Regions from separate parts of the Sus scrofa genome. Here all the other regions are linked to region 1. A link is a contact called in public promoter capture Hi-C data. All regions are on one chromosome and are shown on one strand. The core of a region is the stretch at or near the end of the contact, and the rest is flanking DNA. Distances in the headings are between cores, read along the strand shown.

Region 1 (5,049 bases), core at 154-2,653:
GGTCTGATTATGAGTAATAGGCATAGTGATTTTCAAATGACATTGTGAGGTTTGGGGGTGCCCACAATCAATGGGGGCCCCAAGAGTAGAACCTGGAAGGGTTGGAATAGGACAGCTGCCGTATAGGGCAGCTAGGATTCTTGCAGAGTGCCACAAAAAACCTGTAAGACTTCCATTCCATTCACACAAAAATCTCAATTTAGATAAATCTTCAATGTTTATACATCTTATTTGCTAATTGAAAAATCATTTAATACAGCTTAAGTTAATAACATCCAGACTCAGTTTAAATAAGTAAAAAATGGAACAATAGAAAACAAAGAAATAGAACTCTTTTTTTTATCCTCCTGTACTGTCCTTCTTAGGACCTTATGCTTTCCTAAAGACCCTGGATATAGCTAAAGCAAAACAATAAACTGTCTGAACACCACTATACTTTCAAAAATTTGCTTGTGAAATTCAAGAAAAAAGGTAAGGAAGACTGTCATGCTTCTTTGATGTTCAGTACTGAGTGTTTTTGAACTGTGAGTATCATTAGGGCTGTTTTTGTAGTTAAATAGTAAGTAATAATGACGATGGTAAAAAAAAAACCCAATACACATATATGTAATAATACATATTATTATTATATAGAAGTCACAGTCCTTGAATGTCCACGCAGTGGCAGGTGCTTTCTACCAAGTATCACATTTATGCTTCGCAACAACCTTTTAAACAGAAATTATTTTCCCCTTTTTTCTTTTTGAACAACTGAAGTTCAGTGGGATCAGATCACTTGGGGCACGTCCAAAGGACGAAGTGGTAAGACTCTGGGGCCAAAGGCCGTGCTGGTTGGACCAGGCGACACTGAGCTTCTGCTAGTCTCTGAGAAGTTTTGTTACCTGCCTGCACGTATGTGAATGCCGGGCGAGTGTGGTGGGGAATCAGACGAAGCTGTCTAAGAATCTAAACACAGAAAGTGGTAAAAACGCGAAGGAACCAAAAGGGGCGGGAAGTTGGAACTATAAAAGAGATACCAGGTAGGCACCAACAGAAGGGATGGACTAGCTGGCTCCTCAGACAACTTAGGTGGATGGGTGAGGGGCGGGGCCTAAGCGGGGAAACCCGGGAGCGTGTAGACCAGTAGTGGACCGGCCCGAAATGACGCCTCTCTCGGGGAAGCAAAGGTGAGGGGAAAGTGAGTGCAGCCATATGGAAAACTCTGGAAAATGCCAAGGCAGCTCATCTTCATTTTCCTAAATAAAGCAGAAACTATCCTCTCCTTTCCTGGGGGGGGGGGTCTCTTGTAGAGCAAGCAGGAGTGGGACTGGGAGGAGGGCCTGCACAGAGCGCCCCCCCGTCACGTTGGTACGGCCCATCCCCCCGCCGCTGATCTGGCAGGCTGCGCGCGCACCCTCCGGCCGGGCGCGGGCCGTCGGGGAGCTGCGGCCTCCGCGGCCGGGTTCCCTCCTCTCGCTCCTCGCGTGCTCCTCGCTGGCCCAGCGCCCGCCGGGTTACGCGCCCGCGCGCCTGGGCGGGGGAGGAGCGCGGCCGCGGGGGCGCGCCCCAGTGACTCCGCCCTCCCCCCTCTTCTCCTCAGCTTCCCTCCCCTGAATCCCGGGTGCCCGGCTCCCGCGGCTCCGTGTGAGGAGACCGGGATTCCGCGCCGCCTGCCCTCGCGTCCCCGCTCCGGCGTGCGAGGCGCCGCGCCCTCCCGGTGCCCTGCCTGGTGCATGGAGGGGCCCGTTCGGACAGCAGCCGCCGCCGTAGCCGCCGCCAGCGCGCGGGGGATGACCTGGGGGTGGCTCTCGGAGCCGGCTGCCGCGCAGGAGGTCTGGGGGCTTAACCAGCCCCGCTCAGAGGTGCGGGGGTGGGGGTCCCACCTAAGGGTCGGTGGGAGGGGTGGCCTGGGGACACCGGGCTTGGGAGCCACGAGGCTTGGGAGGTGGAGGTCAGAGAGTGGACGGGCCAGCATGCCCCGGAGGTCGTGGGGGTCCAGGCTGCCTGCGGGGTCTGGGGAGGGCAGCTGACGGATGCGCAGCGGGGAGCTCAGGCGTCCCCAGTCCTCGGGGACTCTGAGCCTCCTCGTGGGAGGAGGCGGGGTGAGGTGTCAGTGACACTGTTAAATCTCTTTGACAATGATCCGCTGGGGCAGGTGAGATGCAGCACAGCGGGGAGCTTGGGGCGCCAGCATGTTTTCCCAAGGGAGCGGGGTCCCTCGCCTCTCTCAACCTCCATCCCGCAGAGCGCCCTCCAGACACAGTGATTTATGGTTAGGGAGAATCAAGAGAAATTTCCTGCACAATGTATCTTTCTCTGCCTTCATAGACTCAGTGACTTCCCAGCCCCAGGGAGCGTATTTTTCCTTCTCCTCTGTAAAGCTTTCTGTGGATTGCATTATCATTTGCTAAATACACTGCAGCTCGCCATTTATTTCACTCCGCAGCTTCCAGACCTTTGTTGCATTCTCTCCACATCTAGGGATTTCTGTAATAAATCACTGAGGGGGATAGAGAGGCTCTCTCGCCCTTCCCTTCATTGTTCTCCCTAACCTCACCAAGTCAGGTGGAAGGCTCTCCAAAGGAGCCTTCTATAGAATGCCTGCCTTTCCCAGTCCGGACTCCAGAGGGTGGCAGGTGCCTTAAGGGCAGGCTGTTATCCAGTTGAGATCTAGAATTTAGGGAAGCTCATTAACAGAACCTCTGGGTCCTAATTCAGACACCTTGAGAAAGCAGAAGATTGGACTAAAAGGTAACATGAGATTTAGTCTCAGACCAATGGCCAGTCAAAGAGGCCAGTTCTGATTCCATGCCTCACTGATGCTACAGCCCTCAGACACCTCAGCTGACTTTTGGCATACTATGTCTGCTGGGAGAGGATGGGGAGGGGGCTGAAGAATGAAATAGGTTTATCCTCAGAATAATTCTAAACGTTCTATTACATTTTATAGCTTATTTTTAGGGGTAATCTATTTTAGCTGAAAATGTGGGGGTAGTTCAACTTTTAGGAAGAGATGAAAGAAAACTCCAGAAAATTTCTGGAAAATTTAAATTAGTGCTTAACTAGAAAGCATTCTTAGGAACCCAGAGAGGCACCAGATACTGTAGTTTCTGTTTTGCACATGTGGAAATAAACTGCCTCATACTTTAAGTTATATGAGAAGAATGGGGAAAACCTGTTTCATTTTGTAAAGACGTGCCCTGGGTGTGTGTTTGGCAGTGTGTAGAGCAGAAACATTTATATTTCTATTAAAAAAACACACACACACAAGTGTGTATTGTTTAACTTTCATGCAAAAACTCGGATGTAGTATTTGGGAAATCTGTCTTTGTTTGAATAGTTTAGTCAACCAGGGAAATCAGTTACTATAGGTACTATGCTATTGTTTGTGTAGTAACTCACTTGGGATGCTTTGATTGATTGCCATGTTTCTCATCAACCTCCTCTTCTGTGGAAAGTACTTAAACAGCTCTGACTCTCAAGCCGGGAAGTACAAAGAACCCTTAGGACTTGGAGCATACTGATCTAGCTCGTGTAGGTTGGCTTCTAAATCAATCTTATTCCTTGCCTTCCTTGCAGGTGGTTTGACTTTGCAGGGAAGGAATTAAGTTCACTTTAAGATAGGACCCCTCTCTTCCCCGCCCCCCTACCTCCCCCCATCTGCAAGGTTTATATAAAGATAAAGGCTTTATGCTGGAGTAAGACCTTCTGTCATAGGACTGTGCTCTAAAGAGGTCAGGTAAAACTTCTTGATTGGTTCTTGTGCTTCCTTCTTATTTTTCCACTTTTGCCCTTACACTTTCATGACTTTCTAGATGATTTCATTTATGGTTTTGTCCACTTAGAAGTGGATGTATAATTATTCTTTTCTAGAAGTGTTTATTCTGTAGGCATTTAGACTAAAAATTGGTACTGCTTCTAGGTAAAATCCCGGAGAAATGATTTCAGAAATTAAACTTTATCTTAGTGAAATCAGACTGGAGGTAGGAAATGAAAAATAATTAAGTAGAAGATTTGTTATTTTTAACACATCGTTAAGTCTCCATTGCCTTGTTATTAGCATCTGTCCTATGTAGGAGTGTAGCTAAGGCAACACAGCAGAAGAGGAGTTGTCTAGAGATAGTCTTTCTTTAGATATATTGTGATCTTTCTACTTGATAGAAACTAATTAGGTTAGAGAATTTGGAGTCTGGTTGCTAAATAGATTGCTTTGAAGGACTTGGTTGTACAGTGGATTTTGATTGGTACTTTTTTCAAGAAATTTTCTTGAATTAGAGAATGCTTTATTGTTTTAAATTAAATTTTTATATCATGTTAACATTTCATTGATTTGTTAACAGTCCATTTATAGATTTGTGTTGCGTGCATGGTACTAATTCACTTTCAAGAGAGTGGGGAGGAGGGCTCTACTTGATTCTTTTCAGTTACAGTTAGAGGTGGTATGTGGAATATACTTAATGTCACTTTAAAAATATTGGATTACAACTAAATGAAAAACTCGTTTGTTGGTTTTTTTTTTTAATTTTAATCCTTCAAGTTTTCCCTTATTGTTTGTGCTCTTTCCCCCATTGTCAGGCTTAAAACATACAGTATCATTGTCATCTGTCCCCTGAATAATGGTCTTGAGGTGATATTATTAATGTGGCTTTTTAAAATCAAACTAATTATACTTGCCTAAAAGGGCCACATGTGTGCGATTCTAGCTGCCTGGTGCCTTTTGAGAGCCCTGGAGACAGGCTAGTGAATAGAGCTGAAAATTCATTCTGTATTTGATTAAATGGAACAGACTTGCTGCTCCTTACCCCAGCAGGGGCGATGAGCTCTCTTGATCCCCGAAGCGGCTCCAAGACCCTGGGAATTCCATTAGCGAGCACCTGAGGAATTTCTGCCCTGCAGTGCCTTTTTTGTATGTGTGTATGTGTGTGTGTGGAGAGGGAGTAGAGCAGAGTGGGGATGAAGGGGGTGGCGGCGGGCAGGGGGCGGAGAGAGGCTACATTAGAAGACTCCATATGTTAGCAGATCTAAAATCAAGGCATACTTAACAGCTTATCTTATAAGAAAAAAGCCCAA
Region 2 (4,572 bases), core at 1,231-3,730, 130 kb before region 1:
AGTTATTTTGAGGGCACATACTATGATATATCAAAATCTATGTATCAGACAAGTCCTCAACCAAAAAAAAAAAAAAAAATGAGATGGGTGTAGAAGTGGAAAAATGAACTGCCTAGAACAGGTTTTCAACTTAACAAGGAAGAGGAAGGAAGCAATATATGTTTCCATAAATTTTTGTGTACTGAGAGCAACTTGATTTCCAATCAACAACTGCCTAGACTCATAGGATAAACATTAAGGAAACAGAAACTTCTGCATCTATATTGGCTAAAGCTGTACTGTGATACTATGCAAACAAAAACTTTGAATTCACCAAATTTCTCTTACAAAGTTTCAACATGGAAAACCTAAAACTTCCTTCAGAAGAAAAGTGACCAGTGTTTTTATTCCTAGGCACTATAGTATATGCCCCAGGTTAACTTGAAACCCAAGAACACAGCTCTGTGTCACCAGCAATGACATCTGAGTTGGCTCTTCATTTTATTTCCTGCCACCGAAGGCCAATTCTACAGGAACAGGAATCACTTCATGAACACCATTAAGGACAGGTTAAGGTAGAAATAGGTTCTCCCAGCCTCCACACAAACCCATTAAAGTTATCATGTCCAAGTTTGTAATTTACATTAATTCAAGTCCTCATGTCCAAGTTTCAGAGTCTTTGGAAAGGAGGCTTCATGTACCTACATAACATGTGATGGGCAACTGTTAAGTTAAAGTCTGGGGCATATTAGTAAAAGGTAGTAATTCTCGACTTCTATAAATCCATCTTTCCTGAGAATCTGCTGTTGGAAAAACAGTTGGAGAGAGGAACGTTTCCCAATTCCCTTTGGAATTCCTCACATTTATACCCTAATCACATCTCTTACTACAGAAACATACACAGGTCTTCTCCCCCATCCCCTTTGTAAACACATGTAGTCCTACCTCCATTCTTCGGGTCAAAAATGGACAAAAATTAGACAATTCAAAATGTTCAGATACAACTAATGCATGCCTACGATGCACTTTAGCCAGCTAAGGAAGATTTGTGAGTTTACTCTGTACCAGATGTGGGGATGAAAAAATGAGTAAGTCCTTAAGGGACTCACAGTTCAACTGCAGCTGCCAATGGTACATCTTGATCTATTCAACTCAAATTCAATCTCAAAGAATAGTACAGTGTAGGGAAAAAGACCACTGAAGGAAGCAAAGCCTTACTACCGACAGCCTAGACTGCAGCATCCTAGCTGATTGCCCTGCTATCAAATTCCTCACATTTTCAATCTGAAAATTCCTCTTTCAAGGAGTCTCTCTCCTACTCCAGAAGCTTCAAAGACTCCTCCCTACTTAATCACTTCTAGTTCAAATTCTTCCTCAAGTTGGCTGGCTCCACTTATCTGTCCAACTTTGTTTCATGCTCAATATGGCTCCCTTCAGCCAAACCCTATTATAGGAGTAGGAGGTAAAACTAATTCCATGACCTCCTCTAACTTCTCAGGCAGCCTTCTTTCTAAGGAGTCAAAAACTGTTTCCTCTATCGTCAGCACAGATCCATTAATTTTTTGACATCCCTTCTGCGCTCGGCGTCAGCTTTCTTCTTAACAAATGGCAGGTATGTCCCAAGGTGTTTTTAACATTACCATCCCAACCAGATGGTTCCTTTTCCCTGCCACCCCTTAATGAAGTCAGACGGTCTTGACTTAGTGAAGTCGCTAGCAGTTTGGGCATGGGACTCCAAACACTGCACCTTGTAAGAGGAGAGAGGGTCTGGAGCGGTTGCAAACCACGGAGGGGAAAAATGAAGGAAGCAGAAAAGAGAAGAGAAGGTTCGTGCTCTGTACTTTGTCTTCCCTTGGGAAGGAGTAGGAAGAGGGTGGGGGTGAGAAGACGCAATCCAAGAAATGAATTCTTCAAGAAGGCAGGAGAAATTCAGGGTGCTCCCTAGGAAGGAAACATGGGACCTGGATAACGGAAGGGCTCCCCATCACCCTTGGAGAGGACTAGTTACAACGCGAAACAAAGAGGTTGGGAGTCAGGAGGTGAGGGGTGGAAAGGCTTCAGATCCCGCGTCTCCGAAGGTCGAGCGGAAAGCAACGGGGACCCGACGTCCGGGGACTGGCCGAACAGCTGGGACCTGGTTGCCAGGAGGGTCAAGGTGGGCGCCCAAGACTGCTCTGGAGCGAGCGTTTATGGGGCATCGTTTCTGCAGGGCGCGGGGGCGGGGAGGTGGTTTTCAGTGGGCTCGTCTCCCAAAGGGAGAAACGGTTTCCCAACACAGGCACCTCCGAGAAGGTAAGCTCTTGGGACGTAGAAACGTCAAGGCGTTAAAGTACCGGTAGTTACAAACCCCAGCTCGGCTTCCCCACACACTCACCGCGTCTCCTCCAAACGCCACCGCTCCAGCTGCAGCTACCGGCCGGCGCAGCCGCACTTAGCGCGTACCGCCCCCACGTGACTCGGCCAGAATCCCGCCCCCGCCCGCCCCACGTGACCTTAAGACACACCCACTCCCGCCTCGCTCTGGTCCCTCTTCTGCCCTGGGTTTTAGCTGGCCCTCCCTTCTCGGCAAGATGGCGGTGCCCAGTTGCTGTGTGCCAGGTTTCTGGGTCCGGAGTTCCGGACAGTGTCTGGGGAGTCTCTTCACTTTCGTCTCAAAGCGACTTTGCTCCGCTGCTGCCGCCTCTAGGCCCATGGATGCCCAGCAACTGGCAGAGAGGCTCCGAGCCCAGAAAGAGAAACAAAAGGCGAAGGGGCCGGTGAGTCCAGAAGGATCACGACTCCCAAGAGGCAGTGCGCTCACTGGTTTCCCAGGCCGGGAGGGAGGTCTTCGGACAGGTCTCACGTAAAAGTCGAGGACAGTGGTGGACGAATGGGAAGAAAGCGAAGGGGAGAAGGCAGTAGTGTACTGTAGCTTCTTGTGCATTGGATCATTGGTTCCTGCGGACTTCGGCCCGAAGCTCTTCATGGGTACAAGGAAGACACCCCTGCTTTCAGATTACTCGGGGAAAGCACGAGACTAAGGCACAAGTATAGGCATTCCCTTCCCAAATTCTTATACTTATTGAAGGTCCTTCCCACCAGGCGTTTCCCGTCGCTCCTTCTCTCCCTGTAGGTGCCCACGAACCCTGTTCAGCGGAGAGTACGAGAACTAGTGCGGTTCACAGAGCAGCTGCAGCGAGTCCACCCCAATGTGCTTGCTAAGGCGCTGAGCCGAGGAATTGTCCACCAGGACAAGGACCTGCTGGTCATCAATAAGCCTTATGGTCTCCCTGTGCATGGTAAGGAGCACGTGGGAAAGGAAGGGGGGGCCCTGCTGCTGATTTCTGCTCTAAGTAGGGGCAACTCTACTGATTTTACTTCCGGGGCTCTCTGAAGTCTCTCTTTCAAAATAATCAAATTTTTGCGGGGTACTGTCTATGTAAGGCACTACCCAGGACACAGAGATAAATAAGACAGTCCCCACCTTCCAGACTTCTGGCAATTAGCAGTGATTTATAGAATTTGCTGTCTGCAGACCTCCAGTGGGGATTGCTATAGAAAAAGTACAAAGGCTGTGTGGTTCTTGCCTTCAAGTTAGTTTCCATCAAAACTGGGAAAGAGGACATAATTTGTGTGTTGATGTATACCTAACAAAACCCCAGGGTGTCTAGAACTTAATGGACACGTAATGATTTTGAATAAAGGTTCTGTGTAGTTGTTAGAGACAGCTGGAGTGAGTCAGGAAAGACTGATATAGAAAAATGCCAAAAACATGTTTTCCCCTAGCAAAATCCTTTTCACAAGTGCAATTTTTTTTTTTTAAATCCATCTTTCCTGACTCACTCCAGGCTAGAAGAACAAATGCTCAGGGGGCGGTATGGAGAAGGTTGTACATGAAGATAAGGAATTAAATCAAATATTGCCAAGTACTTTGTGTGTTTTTTTTTTCCCCCCTCTCTTGACCCTCAGAATAGCTTCTTGCCTTTCCATTTCCCATGAGATAGCTGTTTTTTATTCTAATTTTTTTTAGCCACATATGCAGTATGTAGAAGTTCCTGGGTCAGGAATCAAACCCATACCTCAGTGGTAACTAGAACCACACAGCAGTGACAACGCATGCCTCCCTGCCAGGCACCAGGGAACTCTGTGAAATAATTAGATACTTATATTTTATAGATGAGAAAATTCAAAGTTGGAAAGATTAAGTAATCTGTCCAAGGTCAATGGCTAGTTAGGAGGGAACACAGAATGAACCCAAGAATATCTCCCCTCAAAGCCCATTCTCTTAGCTCTTCTGTAATGCCTCAGAAAGGCCTCATGGTCTTGCATTTCTCACTAGAGTTTACTTGGCAAATTTCAAGCCTTTATTTGTGTAGTGAAATATCAGACCTCCTCATTTTTGGTTGCTAATTTTCTTCTGAGTACATAAGTAGATTAAATATATATATATATGTCTGAAGAGAAAGCCACATGCTCTGGGACAGTGTTTCTTAAAATTTAATGTGCACATGAATCACTTGGGTGTTTTATTAAAATGCTGATTTTGATTTATTACTCTGGTTTGGGGGCCTGAGATTCCTTTCTAGCAAGTTCCCTGGGCATACTGACATGTTG
Region 3 (4,795 bases), core at 44-2,543, 150 kb after region 1:
CTTTCTTCTGAGGGCGGCGCGGGGGTATAGGGAAAACACCCGCCGCGCGCAGGCGCGGGAGCTCTGGGGAAGTGGGAGGAGTCGGGAGAGGAGTGGGGGGTGGGGCGCAGGCCGAGGGAGCGGGCTGTAGAGATCCTCCTGCAGCAAGGTTTCTGTTGGATCAGCCCCCTACCTGCACCAGGCGTTAGAAACCCGGCCTGGACGCTATCGCTGTGAAAGCACACCTGCGGCCGACCTATGCTAAGTCAACAGTAGCAGGACTGTAAGCCTTAGGCAGTAGTCTTTGCACAGATTCGAGAGTCTTACCTCTCTTACCCCACCATCTTCTCCACAGATTAGTCTCCTGGTGGTGAGGCAGGATCCCTGCACCATACTTCAAGCTCTCACGCCCGCGTCCTCCTACCCCCCAAACTTCCGTTTCTTCACTGCAAGGTGTTAGAAAGCCTAGCGAATTGCATAGGAAAGTGGAGACTCAGAATGGGTGTGTTTCACCTGACAAATGCATTCGAATGCGACAGATGCAGAGAGGAAGTAAACTCGTTCAAGTTCTAGCTATTGTCCCTGTTATTGGATACCTGTAATGTTTCCACAGGCTGGTTTTTTCAGTTTAATTCTGATAGGTGCCTCTTGCTAAAGTACTCCGGAGAAAACGGTTTTCCTTTCGGTACAATCTTCACCTCCCACCTGTACCTGCGTAATCCTTGCAGATAGATCGATTCCTTGCACTAATGATTGCTAAATTTGGACAAAAGAACCGGACTTTATTTTTCTTCCAGTTTTCTAACTGGAATCTTGAGATCTGGATCAGCATTTCTGGTCCTAACAAAAACCGTGTTATGATCTCTCCGTGGTGCTGAAGCAAGACTCCCCATCTCTGGTCACTCTCAGACATCTCAATCGTTTGAGATCGTCGTATTTCTTTTCAGCCTTTTCATGTGGATTCAATTTAATTGTAAATGTTTTTGATTCTCAAGAGCAACTTTGTACTAATTTAAGTACCTATAAAATCAGGCCAGTTTCTTTCAGTTTTCATGTAAAGATAACGGCTATTTGAAAATTTTACTTTTCTGTTATTTTAGCACACTAGAATTAATCCTATCTTTTACTCTTATCCTATCGCATGCCCTAGATTCTGCCTTGTTGGTGGCCAAACTAGAAAACATTAGGCAGATTTCAGCCTCAAGCGGGAATTCCTGGCTCTTAGAACTACATTTCCCATAAAGGTGGACTACATTTCCCATGAGACCTCGGACGCGCGCGTAGAAGACGCAAAATGATTGCTTCCTGCCTCTAGAAAAGCTGCGTGGCGGAGGAGCGGAAGGTGAGCGTGTGGGTTTTGGGGTGGGTGATTTTCTGGGTTATACAAAGAGAAACGGACAAGTGGACAAATAGATGGTCTCTCTTTCCCTACCCCCTTTCTTGTACGTTGGTCTTTTCAGGAAAACACTTTTTGAGTGTGAAAATGGGACCTTGCTTAAGACTCTGTGTTTTTGTGTCTAGGGCTTTTTGGTGCTCTTTGTCAGAAACGTGCAGCAATAGGGGCTTCTTTAATTCGATTCTTTGAGAGCCCTGGAACTTCGGAGTTAAGTAAGTCTCTTCTGCCTCACAATTCTTTTTGCTCATGAAACGGAATATTAGTAGAGGTCGACATCGGGTAGTATATGGGGTGAGGAGGCATAGCAACTTTTTTCCAATTTTGGGGGAGGGGAGTTGCTATTAGTGATGATAGCACGTGTCTCCTAATCCTTTGAATATTATTCCTCCTCCCTTTTTTGGTTTAAAATAAGTTTATCATGGAGAATGCGTTTTCTTTTACTCCATTAGTTACTAATATTTTCTGTACTAAAACTTTTTAACTTCAAAAAAATACTTTGAAACTCTTGCGATGACTGTTTTGTGTTCACAGTCATGCACGCAATTCCCGCTTTGTAGTAATTTGGTGGCCCCCTTCCAGGTATTATGTGGCCGCGTGGGAACCACTGTACTTCACCCTCAGAAGGGTGTGGTGTGCTGGTGAAAGCACTGTACTGAGTCAGGAGGCTTCTTGACATGTGTCTTATTGCCTGCTTAACCCTTTTGGACTAGTTCTTTGATTAAATATTGGTTTGAACTAGATAATCACTTTGGAAACTTTGTGATTTGGTGACATTAGGCTTTGAGATTTTTGTGTATCTATATGAAGAAGGTAAATTATTGGAGTGTATTGCTGTGATTATTAAATGCCATATGGCTTTTAATTTTTAAAAAATAGGTATAAATAAAAACTGTCTTTAATCCCACCATCCAGAGTTAGATGTTGATCTTTATTTATGCCTTGGATGTACAGCATGACTGAGATCATACTGTATGATTTGTAACCTATTTGTTTCATCTAATTTTCATTTTTCCATTAGCTTCCCAATGTTGGGTAGTTTGCAGTGTTTACTTATTTGCAGTGAATGTATCTTACATATATCTTTGAGTCACTGATTATTTCTTTCTCTGATTAAATGCCTAATAATGGAACTTGGTGAATGAATGAATGATAACTTAAACATTACAGAGAAAATGTATTTTATTAGATGGTTAAGGTCATTCATTTTTGTTACACAGCTTTTTTTTCTTTGAATAACCCACTATGCCTGCTGTCACTCTTCTGGCTTAAGTGCTAAAACTGACAATCTCCAGATTTTAGGTGTTCCTCATTGGACTAGAAGCGTCAAGAACAAGGCAGAGGAGTCCCATTGTGGCTCAGTAGAAACGAGTCTGACTACTATCCATGAGGACCCAGGTTTGATCCCTGACCTGGAGCAGCAGGTTAAGGATCCGGCATTGCTGTGAGCTGTGGCGTAGGCCAGCGGTTGTAGCTCTGATTCAACCTCTAGCCTGGCAACCTCCATATGCCTTGGGTGCGGCCCTAAAAAGACAACAAAAAAAGAACAGATCCTATCTCACTAATTCTGTTCACCTTAACTTGGATCTGTTTGTAATGAATAGGCCAGATTCATTTTGGTTATTATGTCTGCATCTGGTTCCAGCTGTTAGGAGTTTGAAGTTCTGTCACAGAGTGAGAACAGCCTTAAAGTGACAGACATGGTTTCTAAGAAAATCTCAGGGGCAAGTTATAAAAAGTATGGTATTCTAGAAGTAACAAATGGAGGGGAATATATTATTTAAATAATCATGAGAGAAAACCTGGGTTAGAATCTTTTGATCATCTATCAAAAATCATTTAACACAGCTGGATTTACTATATTCCTTTAGCAATGAAGGTTATTTGTGCCGTTACATTCCTCACTTTGTGTGTAAGAGGGCAGGTTTTTGTTCTTTCCTTTAGGCTCTCTTTATTTAGGTGGTGAGAGTTTGATAGCAAGTATGATTCGAAGCAGAATCATAACCTAGGTTTGAGATCATCTTACTTTGGGAAGTATTTAAGTAAAAATAAGGTCAAGTTCACAAATTCCCAAAATTCTTTAATAGATAAGCTTACTGCCCAGCAACTTTAAAAACATGTTTAAAAAACAGCAACTCACATTGGCCAAAGGTAACAAGATTATGAAACAGAAACAGTGCTGGCTTTGCTTACTAATCCGACAAAACAGAAAGACCAGGTCTCTCTTTCTTTTTCTGGCATGATTCCTCTTGTAATTGCTGGACTTGAGTGGTAATCTGGAAGTTAAGTGGTTTCTGATACCAATGTGATACATACCTAGGAAAGACCAGTGATGGGTGAAATCCTTAATCTATAATGTTCCATGGGCTTTCAAGTTAGATCTTTCTATTTAAGTAATTGCAAACAATCCTGTGAAAGGAGAGACAGGTTTAAAAAAATAAATAAAAGACCTAAGAAGGAGAAAGAGGGAAGGGAAGCTTCTTGGGCATTACACCATTTGCAAGGTCACAACGAACACCCCAACGAAGGGCAGATCGTTTCTTCTCAGTTGGTACTAGGTAATTGTTTGGAACATATATGTGCTGAGGCTTGGGTTGGGGTTCTGCCCGACAAAGCATCTGTTCTCGGACACCCCAGCGTAATTCCTTCCTATGATCTTCACCAGGTAACCTCATTGAGTCCCAGTCTCGTTTATATTCAAAATATCGGGCTACCCGGTCTATCTTGCCACGGTTTCGGCTTAACTGGTCCAGCCTTGGGAGAATAAAGGACTTGGGTCGGCTGGCAACAATCAGGTCTTGTTCATAAGCTTGAGGTCCCATTTCTTCTCTTTGTAGATAGCAAACGAGCTGATCTTGAGAAACTCCTTGGTATTCATGGGGTAGACTAAATTTTTGTGAAATATCAACTGAGGATTCCCTGTCTTCCTGGAACTGCAGATTCATCAGCCTTTGTCTTAAGTCCCAGACATTCATGTCACTTTCTGTACCAAATTCTGATTCACTGATAATCGACTCATCCGTCACTAAAACTTCCCCACCTGGCTTTCTACGTAGTACCTTTCTCTTCATCACCGGCTTTCGGAATCTTTGGGAGGCCTCTGAGACTGCTTCTGAAGGGGCACTGCTTTCTACATGTGGGTAATGCAGCTGCACAGGAAGAGCAGGTCTCCTTCCTGGGGTTACTGAAGCTTTACTGTAGGGATCATATTGGATTGCCTGGGCTTCTCTCCTCACATCTCCCTCACCCTGCTCTGCACACATACGGGTAAAAGCTGAAGCAGCTGCTAACATTCGTTCTTCTGGATCCATATTGGCCCGTTTTTGTCCATCAGGTCCCATAAGTTCCTCCATTGCTTCCCCTATGCTGTAGGACCTTCTGTAAGAGAAAACACCGATCAGTTTTCTGATAATAACTTCCCAG

The links. Promoter capture Hi-C pulls out the DNA fragments that hold promoters and counts their contacts.
Region 2: a promoter capture Hi-C map of liver shows a contact between it and region 1, with 2.3 times the contacts expected there. The contact joins the promoter of RPUSD4 here to the promoter of CDON in region 1. A contact is called at or near these places in 3 of 5 promoter capture datasets (fetal liver, fetal skeletal muscle and liver), 5 of 47 Hi-C or Micro-C datasets (embryonic fibroblasts, epiblast stem cells, fetal skeletal muscle and 1 more) and 1 of 2 datasets of contacts at active chromatin or transcription factors (skeletal muscle).
Region 3: a contact with region 1 is called in a promoter capture Hi-C map of liver, with 2.1 times the contacts expected there. The contact joins the promoter of PUS3 here to the promoter of CDON in region 1. A contact is called at or near these places in 1 of 5 promoter capture datasets (liver) and 1 of 2 datasets of contacts at active chromatin or transcription factors (skeletal muscle).

What each region holds. Positions count from the first base shown.
Region 1 is chr9:53,175,235-53,180,283 of Sscrofa11.1, reverse strand. It overlaps CDON (cell adhesion molecule-related/down-regulated by oncogenes), which reads left to right and starts at 1,403. Exons shown (of 20, transcript XM_021063103.1): 1 at 1,403-1,841.
Region 2 is chr9:53,307,100-53,311,671 of Sscrofa11.1, reverse strand. RPUSD4 (RNA pseudouridylate synthase domain containing 4) reads left to right here and starts at 2,480. Exons shown (of 7, transcript NM_001244957.1): 1 at 2,480-2,735; 2 at 3,092-3,257. The coding sequence starts at 2,550. It overlaps FAM118B (protein FAM118B), which reads right to left and starts at 2,474. Exons shown (of 8, transcript XM_005667489.3): 1 at 2,354-2,474.
Region 3 is chr9:53,025,049-53,029,843 of Sscrofa11.1, reverse strand. It overlaps PUS3 (pseudouridylate synthase 3), which reads left to right and starts at 1,293. Exons shown (of 5, transcript NM_001244722.1): 1 at 1,293-1,321. HYLS1 (hydrolethalus syndrome protein 1) reads right to left here. Exons shown (of 3, transcript XM_013979548.2): 3 at 2,537-4,750. The coding sequence ends at 3,823. DDX25 (ATP-dependent RNA helicase DDX25) reads right to left here and starts at 394. Exons shown (of 10, transcript XM_021063099.1): 1 at 307-394.